Regions from separate parts of the Mus musculus genome. Here regions 2 and 3 are each linked to region 1. The links are chromatin contacts, called in public Hi-C and HiChIP or PLAC-seq maps. All regions are on one chromosome and are shown on one strand. The core of a region is the stretch at or near the end of the contact, and the rest is flanking DNA. Distances in the headings are between cores, read along the strand shown.

What was found. Hi-C and Micro-C count contacts between places; a contact is called where the count stands out from the background. HiChIP or PLAC-seq counts read pairs in DNA pulled down with a chosen protein or histone mark.
Region 2: an H3K4me3 HiChIP or PLAC-seq map of embryonic limb bud shows a contact between it and region 1, with 5 times the contacts expected there. The contact joins the enhancer-like site here to the promoter of Tbx15 in region 1. A contact is called at or near these places in 1 of 484 Hi-C or Micro-C datasets (nephron progenitors) and 3 of 115 datasets of contacts at active chromatin or transcription factors (bone marrow-derived macrophages, embryonic forebrain and embryonic limb bud).
Region 3: a contact with region 1 is called in a Hi-C map of embryonic fibroblasts, with 6 times the contacts expected there. The contact joins the promoter of Hao2 here to the promoter of Tbx15 in region 1. A contact is called at or near these places in 2 of 484 Hi-C or Micro-C datasets (adipose-derived mesenchymal stem cells and embryonic fibroblasts) and 7 of 115 datasets of contacts at active chromatin or transcription factors (the NIH/3T3 cell line, craniofacial prominence, embryonic forebrain and 4 more).

What each region holds. Positions count from the first base shown.
Region 1 is chr3:99,252,223-99,255,321 of GRCm38.p6, forward strand. It overlaps Tbx15 (T-box 15), which reads left to right and starts at 1,538. Exons shown (of 8, transcript NM_009323.2): 1 at 1,538-1,863. The coding sequence starts at 1,659.
Region 2 is chr3:99,748,538-99,751,636 of GRCm38.p6, forward strand. No RefSeq gene overlaps it. Among named protein-coding and RNA genes, the nearest start is that of Gm22505, 42 kb to the left of the region's middle. Within about 2 kb of position 1,429, at least 4 of the 459 cell types and tissues checked have an H3K27ac peak or open chromatin away from gene starts, as enhancers often do. A contact at or near this core is called in embryonic limb bud, where this site is marked.
Region 3 is chr3:98,891,660-98,894,758 of GRCm38.p6, forward strand. It overlaps Hao2 (hydroxyacid oxidase 2), which reads right to left and starts at 1,571. Exons shown (of 9, transcript NM_019545.4): 1 at 1,494-1,571.

The sequences.
Region 1 (3,099 bases), core at 288-2,787:
GTATAAGTCTGCGATCTGAGGCCTTATGCCATTTATCCATGAGGATAAATAACTTGGTGAGCGGTTGGATAACAAAAATGGTGGGGGATGTTGTTTTAAGTTCCTAGGTTATCTGTGGTGAATGAACGGTCCTGAAAGCTTTAAAAGTGAGGCGTGGGAGCAAAGGGAGATCATTAGTAAGAGATGAGAGCCAAGTTCTGGAGATGAGGGGATTTGAAGAAATTTTGAAAAAGTTCCTTCCCAGCTATCAGAAGTCTTATCTATCTCCCCCCCACCCCCAACCCCGGCACCCGCTGTGGGTTCTTTGGAATAAGAGCCCGGGATAGGCGAAGCGCAGCTCAGAGTCTGCTGCGCTATGAAAGTTACTATTTGTGTGGTGCAGGGGCCCAGTCTAGCAGGGTAAGTTTGCAGACCCCGAGGCAAGCTAAGCGGCCCATGCAGGTCTCTTAACTCTCAGCGTGTCTGTCTCCTCCCTCCATCAGGTAGAACAAGGAGCGTGAAGTCCTGAAATGTTCAGTTATAAGGCCGAATGGCAGCAGGAAAATTTTTTGTTGTTGTTGTTTCGTTTTGCCTTAACCGGACCCGCTTAGAAAGTCATTGATCTGGAACACAGTAGAAACCTGCGTAGAGAAATTTGGGCAGATCTCAAAGCCCCTGGGGGCATGGGTGATATGATCAGAAATATCTTCTGCCTTTTTTTTTTTTTTTTTTTTTTTTTTTTTGAGGAGAGGGACAGGTTAGCATTTTGTCACAGCATCAGCTTCCCAGATCTGCATCTGAACTGAGTATGATAGCTAGCTCTATTAGATCCTGAGAGTTTGGAAGGAAACTGTATGGATTCGTATTTGGACTTGTAGAGTCTATAAGGGCGAAGATCAGATTTTGACTTTGAGCTGTCCCGACTGCCCTCCTCCTACAGAGAAACAAGTCGGGTGCCGGGAAGCCAGGGGTTAAAGTTGGCAGAGAAGCATCCTGGGGATGGCCAGCGCACAGCCTTGGCCCGAGCCTCAGTCTCTCCCTTCTCCCCATTGGCCCGAGCTCTCGGGCTTTCTCTTGTTCCTTTCTTGCCATTGGCTGGGGGCTGGCTTTCCTCCCCTCTGCCTTTTTCTGCTCCCCCTCCCTTTTCCCTCACCCCTCGGACAGGAGCTCACTGCCTACCCCCTGTTCCTCGGGAAGGGAGGAATTCAGGGGGGAAAAGTTTCCCAGAAGTTTGGATCAGGGAAGGACGGGAAGAACGAGTGGGGAAGGGGGAGAGGGAGGAGAAAAAGGAAGAGGGAGTGAATTTAAAAAAAAAAAAAAAAAAGAAAGAAAGAAAAGAAAAAAAAAAAAGAAAAGATGAAGTTCAGTCAGCAGAGTTTGTGAGCGCCTGCCCGGGTGGGTGGGGAGCTGGACTCAGTGCTCCATGCAACGGGCGGGCGGCGTTCCCCGCGCTAGTTCCTAGAGGCTGGGGCAGCTGGGGGCACCGGTCTGATCCGGCGGTCGAGGGCGGGGGAGGACACGGAGGGAGGGCGCAGATCACCCGCGGAGCCGCCGCCCCAGTTTCGGCCGCGGCGCCGCCGCCTCTCCAGGGCCGGGTCGGCGGGCGCTCGGAGCGTGCGGCCGCGGGGCTGCCAGCTCAGTAGCGCGGGCTAGAGGAGACCCGGGTGCGGGCGGCTAAAATGAGTGAACGGAGAAGATCTGCAGTCGCCCTGAGCTCCCGAGCACATGCCTTCTCCGTTGAAGCCTTGATCGGCTCAAATAAAAAGCGGAAACTGCGAGACTGGGAGGAGAAGGGGCTGGACTTGTCCATGGAGGCGCTGAGTCCCGCAGGCCCACTCGGAGACACAGACGACCCGGCGACACACGGCCTGGAGCCCCACCCGGGTGAGTGTGTCGGATCGGACGACGGGAGGCGGGTGGAGAAGGAACACCAGCCGGTATCCCCGCGAGTGGAGGGAGGCCCTGCCTGCTGACTCCCTGCCTCACTCCGACGGGGGTTCCTTTTTCTTGGCATAAATACCTTGAGCCTCCCTAAATTCGCCGGAACCAATTTGGGGGCCTGGCCCGAGCCTTGCATTTTAATCGCCAATTTCAAGGCCTACTTGCGTCCATCCCCCTTCTCTTGTGTCAGAGACTGAGGGCTGCGGGTCCCTGGGTTTGAAAGAGCTCAGTCAAAGACACTGGAGAAAGAGCCCAGTGGATCTGAGACTTGCTTCCGTGCTTCTGAGAGCCCCCGAGTGCTGCCAGACGAAGCCTATAAGGCAGCCATGGGAAATGTTCCGGTTTTCTCTTTTAGTTTCTCTCTCAACTAAGTTTTAGATGGTGGAGTATAATTATTTCTATTTCACTGGGGACATAGTAGATAGACACTGTATCCTGAGACCCAGGTCTTTAATCCGTGCCCACATCTCAGTATTTGGGTGGGTGCACGTTTCAACTAATTTTCTTAGATCTCTCCATATTGTACATAATTAATATGCACAAAACACTTAAAACTCAAGGCGGATGTCAATGTGTGTATTTTAACAGAACCCTAAGAGGGAGAAAACAGCTTCACATTTTGTATTTAGTGCCAAGATTTCAACAGTGCAAAACAGCCCGGGGGAACAGCTGTTGTCAAAATCCTGTAAGCACGCTCACAAACACTACACTCATAACTCGGTTTAGCGGCTTCAGAATATTTTCAACAACTAGTATTTTCAGCCCAGATTTCTAAGGCCCTGCAGAAGGTGTCCCTGCGGACCAGCTAGGATCCAGGACTAGACTCCTTGTCCTACACGGCTTGGGGGTGGGGGGGAAGAGTCAGGCAGCCGCCCACACAGGAATGGGAGCAGCAGTAGGCTCGGGAGCTTGAGGATCCTGGCCTGAAAGCTAGCCAAAGCCCGAAGAGGGACAGCTGTCGCTTACATTTTCTCTTTCAGCAGTGACAGTTCAGTTTCCACGCTCCCGAGGCTAATAATAACTCGATTAGCCAGAGACCTGCAGAGACAGAGTTTCATGAATTCTCCGTGTTCTTGCGGCCCGTTACGGAATTTGGGTTTAGTGCTGGGGAATTATTTTTATTAGTCGATGAAAAGAAAATTAAAAGGAGATTTATTTCATCCATCCACGACTTTCTCT
Region 2 (3,099 bases), core at 179-2,678, 500 kb after region 1:
TATCTTTGATGCTCTGACAGTGCCACCAGGAAAAGCATAAAGAAGAGAACCCCAAACATGATGCTGTGAAACTTCTTTCACTGAAGTTATTACTATTTGTCTCACACGTAAGTATTCTCAAATTCATTAGTTTAAAAGGAATGGTGAGGACTTTCTTCTCTAAGCTCTTTGGTGCTCGCTACAAACTGATGAACAAAGTAAGGGGGAGAAACTTCGGAAGTACAGGTCCCAGATCCCCAGTGTTTATCAGATGTCTGAGATGGAGAAAATATAAGTGTTTCTGCCAATGTAGGCTGTTTTGTTTGTAAACAAGAGTGACATGGAGTGTGAGAAGGAAGAGATGAGATTGTTTGAAGCCTCTGAATTTGCATATTTATAGAGTAACAAGGTACAAATACCAGTTGGTTGTCATGTTCAGAGTATAGCTAAACCCACGAAGTACCCAAATCTGTACACTCATCCTCCCCTAATGTGTGGAGAATGAAGAAAGGATGCTAGCTAACCCATCTAGGGGATCTAGATCCAAAGAATAAACACTCCTTGAATACAAGGAGCAATTATCTTTGGACTCTTCTTTCTATGGCCTAGAATACTTGTGAGAGGAATAATCTGACTTTGAGTCTGTACAGGATCTATTTTTCAGAGTTTTTCATCTCTGGGCTCTGTGTATCAACAGCAAAGAAAAACACATGTGGGTTCCTTGAAGTTCACCTTTAAAAATCACTGTCTCTAATGCCTTCATATGTATATATATATATATATATATATATATATATATATATATATATATATATGCCATGCCTTAAGTTAGCAGCTGACATTCAGCACTGAGTTTCAGAGCTTGGGACAACAATATTAAATAAATCCATATAGAATTAAACAAGGGTCCAGAGAAATTAAGCAATGTGCATTAAAATGCTAACATAAGACCCAGATCCTGGCATCTGTACGTTCGATGTCTAAAAATCACAAGGTCCGTAGGTGCACGACTAGATAATCCAACGACCAAATCAAGTGAGAATATTTGAGCAAATGCCTTGTAAACTGGGTGTCTTTGCAAATGGGAGTTTTAATAAAGCGTATATGGCTATTTCTAACTCCCCCAGGCTTTTGAACACAAGCTGAACTTTGGCAAATTCAAATGAAGCCCGGGAGGAAATAAATTCATGTATGCCTGAAGGGAAGCTGAGAGTGAACAGGCATAGCCACACATAAGAGGATGTTCAGAGCCCGCGGACCTGAACAGAGAGCTCCCTGATTGCTAACAATCCTGTTCTCACCCTTGCGTTTCCAATGATCAGCAGTAGGCAAACATGAATGTTTTAAGCAGCTCGTAAATCTTCCCGGAGCCCGGGTGCTGAATAAGTCCTAGGAAAGTGGTTATGGTGGAAACAGGATCTCTCTGGAAGTAACTCCTTTCAGTGCCAGCCTTCGCCCCTGCTAACACACATGCCCCAGCTGCCTAACTGAGGCTCATATTCCAGCAAAACGGCAAACATGGGGTGCAGAGACCAAAAGCCACTCCCTGTTACCCCTGGATTTCCCAGTCTGGGTCCTCTTGGTTGATGAGACCACCCTCTTTGAGATTCCAGCGAAGGGCGGTCTTGAAGTCTGGAAGGCTGTAGAGTCTGGTATTCTGTAAAAATCGCAGGAGAGTTACTCGACTGCTTCTCACTAACTGAAAAGGAATGAGAGGAAAAGAAACGTTTAACACAAAGTGGAACCATGGCAAACTCGGTAATGGAATGACACTTCAACTTTCACAAAACATTTTTTTTTCTAACTAGGAGAAGAAAAGACACCAAGTCTTTAAATATGTTTTTCTTAGTTTACAGTTGTGTACATGAGACCTAGAGTCCTTGGAGTAGCAAAAAGCAGAGTAGTGAAAATCTATGTAGAGCTGTATAGCTCTGCATACAACATCTACTCATGTTAGATTAGCGTCTACCTCTGTGTGATAATTATTTCTCAACATGACTGCCTCTGATGGGAGAGAGAGAATCCCTTGTTTACCTTCTACTGACTGTTTAACAGTCACTAACATGCAGTAGGGATTCAGTAAGGGCTTTTGTAATGAATATCCCATTGATCTCATTGGCTTATTAATATTACAGCTAGTCCCATTGATCTCAGTGGCCTATTACTATTGCAGCTATTGATTCTTGAGATAATGATTTTCTTGAGCAGAAGTTTAAAGGCCCCTTGCTCGTGCCAAGGTGAAAGCCCTTGAAGGGGAGAGCATCACATACTTACTATGTGCTCAAGAATAGGGTAAGATTAGCTTTTGTTATACTGCACCATAGTATTTAATTCTCAGTGTTGGATTGGTCCTGCTAGAAGCATACTCTACTCATGGACCAATCATTTATGGTCAGTTATAGTACAAAAGACTTACAAATTTGACCTAAAGTGGGAATTAGAAGTACAAGTTTTGAAACTGGGAGTAGAAAACTCTGGTAAACAACTCAAAAAAAGTGCCCCAAATTAAAATGTAACATACAAGCAAGCCATATAGTTTGTTTTCATGTATATTCACATATGTAACTGTGTGTCTGTATGTGTATATAATAATTTTAATGGTTTAAAATTCCCCAGGCAAAGCAACTTTATGCATGCATTCATTCCATTCATTACCCTTTGATAGCAAGACCTCATCTTAGTGCCCATCACAGTTGCTGCTAGTGATACTACAACAAATAAGACCAAACGCTTTGCATAACTGATTATCACCCCATGCAGATATCATATCTTTCAATAAATCAATAACTAAATAAGTATACTTTTAAAATATATTCTAAAAGGCATAAAATAACCAGAAAAAAAAGAAAACAAGACAAAACTATGTGATCTCTGATGAGGAAAATTAACTCAGACATATAGAAAGGAAAAGAAGGGAGCCTTTAACCTGGGTCTTTGAGGGAGAGTAGTGTTTCCACAGGCCTGAAGCCTGGGAGTCTCTACCCATGTTCATTTGTCGCAGCCAAGGAAATAGCCTCCTCTGCTTGCTCTGACAGTTCTGCAATTGAGGCCATGCTTCCAGTTGGAGAAACTGTCTGTTCATTAAGGAGGAATTAAATGTAGCCCCTTCCCTTAAGCCCC
Region 3 (3,099 bases), core at 321-2,820, 360 kb before region 1:
CCCAGCAACCACATGTGGCTCACAACAAAGACAGCTACAGTTTACTCATAGAAATATAATAAATGAACCTTTGGGGCTGGCAAGATGGCTCAGCGGTTAAGAGCACTGACTGTTCTTATGAAGGTCCTGAGTTCAAATCCCAGCAACCACATGGTGGCTTACAACCATCTGTAATGACATCTGACACCCTCTACTGGTGTGTCTGAAGACAGCTACAGTGTACTTACATTTCCCAGTTTTTAAAGACAGATGGGTTTATATGGCTAATCTGCCCAACTGGTTGAGTGTGGTTCTGCCATGGTAGTTCATCTTCCAAAATCCATATCTATGAAATAAAGGCAGCTTGGATTTCCAAATCTCTACTTGGAAAGGGGCAGCCTTATAGGCCAGATGATTTTAAACAAATATGAACAAATGAGCAAATATGTATTTGTACATATACATTTTTATGTTAATCCACTGATGTTTTAGGGTGTATTTTACAACAGTGACTAGCTTTAACATGATATCTAGGCACTGCCCTAAATACTGAAGGTTAAGTGAAAAGCAAGTTTTTCAGGCTCAGCTTTTAAAATACAGTAAAAGTTGGAAGACGGGATTCAGTATTTCATTCTCAGTTTATTGGTATAATTTAGAGTTAAACATGAGTGTTTTCCTAGGGAGAACTACTGGAAATATGGAAAAAATGGTTCCCATTGCTTCTCAAAGGGGACCTCAGATGATTCCCAGTTATCATTTGTACAAGTTCCAGTTGCTACTAAGTTATAAAATCACAACATCACTATCGAGCCCAGGGTTCTTGTAAGAACTAAAGGATTCTGTAAAACTGAGAATGACGGAGTGGTTCCCAGTAAAGGCTTTAGGAGATGTGCATTCTGGGAGGTTGTAGAAGAACATGAAAGGTCCTTCTCCTTTCATTCTGTTTCCTGGTCCATCTATTCCACTCAAGTATTGGCTATCTATATGACAGTACCACCCTGTCTTGGTTCATCTTCTTCTCAGTCCTTCCCAGATTTCTGTGGGAACTGATCACAACCCCAAGAAGCCCTTCTACTGAAGGGAACTCACAACTGCTTCCAAAGAACAGAGTATCTCCAAATAAATGATACAAATTCTCTTTTTTGAAAAATATTAACTACTTCACTTATAAGAAGTAGACCTGTCACAACATTCTTTTTATGGCCAATGTTCCATGTAATGAGCACATTTAAGGGAAGGGACCTTTTAAAAGAACATATTTTGACTAATGTTTTCCCTAAGGATGCATACACATTCGGCTATCTCCAGGTTTAAATTCCCTGGACTGAACTTTTTATGCCAGCAGACTCTTTGATACTACAGCTTTCTTGGGTAATGCTTAAATGTGCCCACCCCTGCCACCTATCTCCATGTAACCTTCTTTGCCAAGCTCTCACTATGACTCCCCTAAATCTCACCCACTATTTCATCTTCTCCTCAAGTTCCAAGCATATAGAAAATACCCCAAGACAAACCTGACACTAAGGTCTTCCAATAGCCAGCAATAGCAGTATGTAGAGGTAGCCATGCAAAGCCTGCTACAGAGGCCCACCGTTCGGCTCTGAAGTAAAATATATTTAAGGATAAACATTAACCTTTTGGTTAAAAAGTTATCAAGGAAGTAATAAATAACCAGTTCAGATTAAAGTTAACCTTGACATAAACTTGAATGGCTTTGCAATATTTGCTGCCAAAACTAGATCTTTACAAGGTATGAAAATCCTGAAATTGTGTTATAAGAGTAAAGTTCTAAATAATAAAGTAGTTGCTTATTAACTTTCCATAAGGGAAGTTATGGTTAATGGTAGGATATAAGTGATTTCAGGTAGAGAGTTAAAAAATATACTGCAATGGGAAAAGGAACATTTGCCTGGGGTGTGGTAACTGGGTAGAGCAGATAATAGCTTCCAAGCCATGGGCAGGAAAATAGTGGGGACTCAGGACAGGGCTGCATAAGAATACTGTGGAGCTCTACATACTGAACTAGACAACCAAATTAATGCAGGAGGCAAACATTAATGTCTCTGACGATAACATGATTCAGTAAAGTAGGATGATAGCTTGTAGAACAAAATGGAACTGTGTGTGTGTGTATATGTGTGTGTGTGTGTGTGTGTGTGTGTGTGTGAGAGAGAGAGAGAGAGAGAGAGAGAGAGAGAAAGAGAGAGAGAGAGAACTGATTTCCTCAAGACAGTCTTGTAGAGTTCATTCAAGCTGACTAATTTATTAATTTCCCAAATCTCCCTTGTCTTCTTAGAGACCAGCTGTTATCAGGTGTTTCTGTATTGCAACAGCATGTGACGTTTTAATTGGTTACAATACACCACAAACATCCCATTAAATATTTTGATTGCCTCATGAGATACATGGATAGATGTTTCCCTCATTTTTCAGAACAATGAATGTGGTAAGCTAACCTGCTCAAAGCCATGACCAGTGTGAGGGTTAATCTTGACTGTCAGCTTGATGGGATTTGGGGTCACTTAGGCAGTGCTCCTCTGAGTGTGTACGGGTATGGGCATTTCTAGAGTTTGAGTGAGCTGAACAGATCTCATCAGGAAGTTGTGGGGCACCATCCCACAGGCTGTTACCCCAGACTTAATAAAAAAGAAAGCAAGTTGATATAGTGGCTCATGCTTGCAATCTAGGCATTCCAATGGCCAAGGCATCAGAATTTTCAAAAGTTCAAGGCTAGCCTGAACTACTTAGTGAGATTGAGGACCTCATGAACTACAGCATAAAGCCCTGTTCAAACAAAGCAAAGCAAAGCAAAGCAAAGCAAAGCAAAGCAAAGCAAAGCAAAGCAAAGCAAAGCAAAGCAAAGCAAAAACAGAATAAAACCAGACTGAACAAGCAAAACAAAACAAAAGAAAAATTGGGGAGCAGGAGCAGCCACCATTTTGCTTCCTGACTATGGATATCATGTGATCACCTACCCTCTGTTACCGCTATAATGGACTCTCCCGGCTCCCTTTTAACAGGGAGCACGAATAAACCCTCCCTTCTTTAAGTTGCATTTCTGGAACACTTTCTCATAGTGATGAAAAAAAATATGATGAATACAAACACTAATAAGTACAG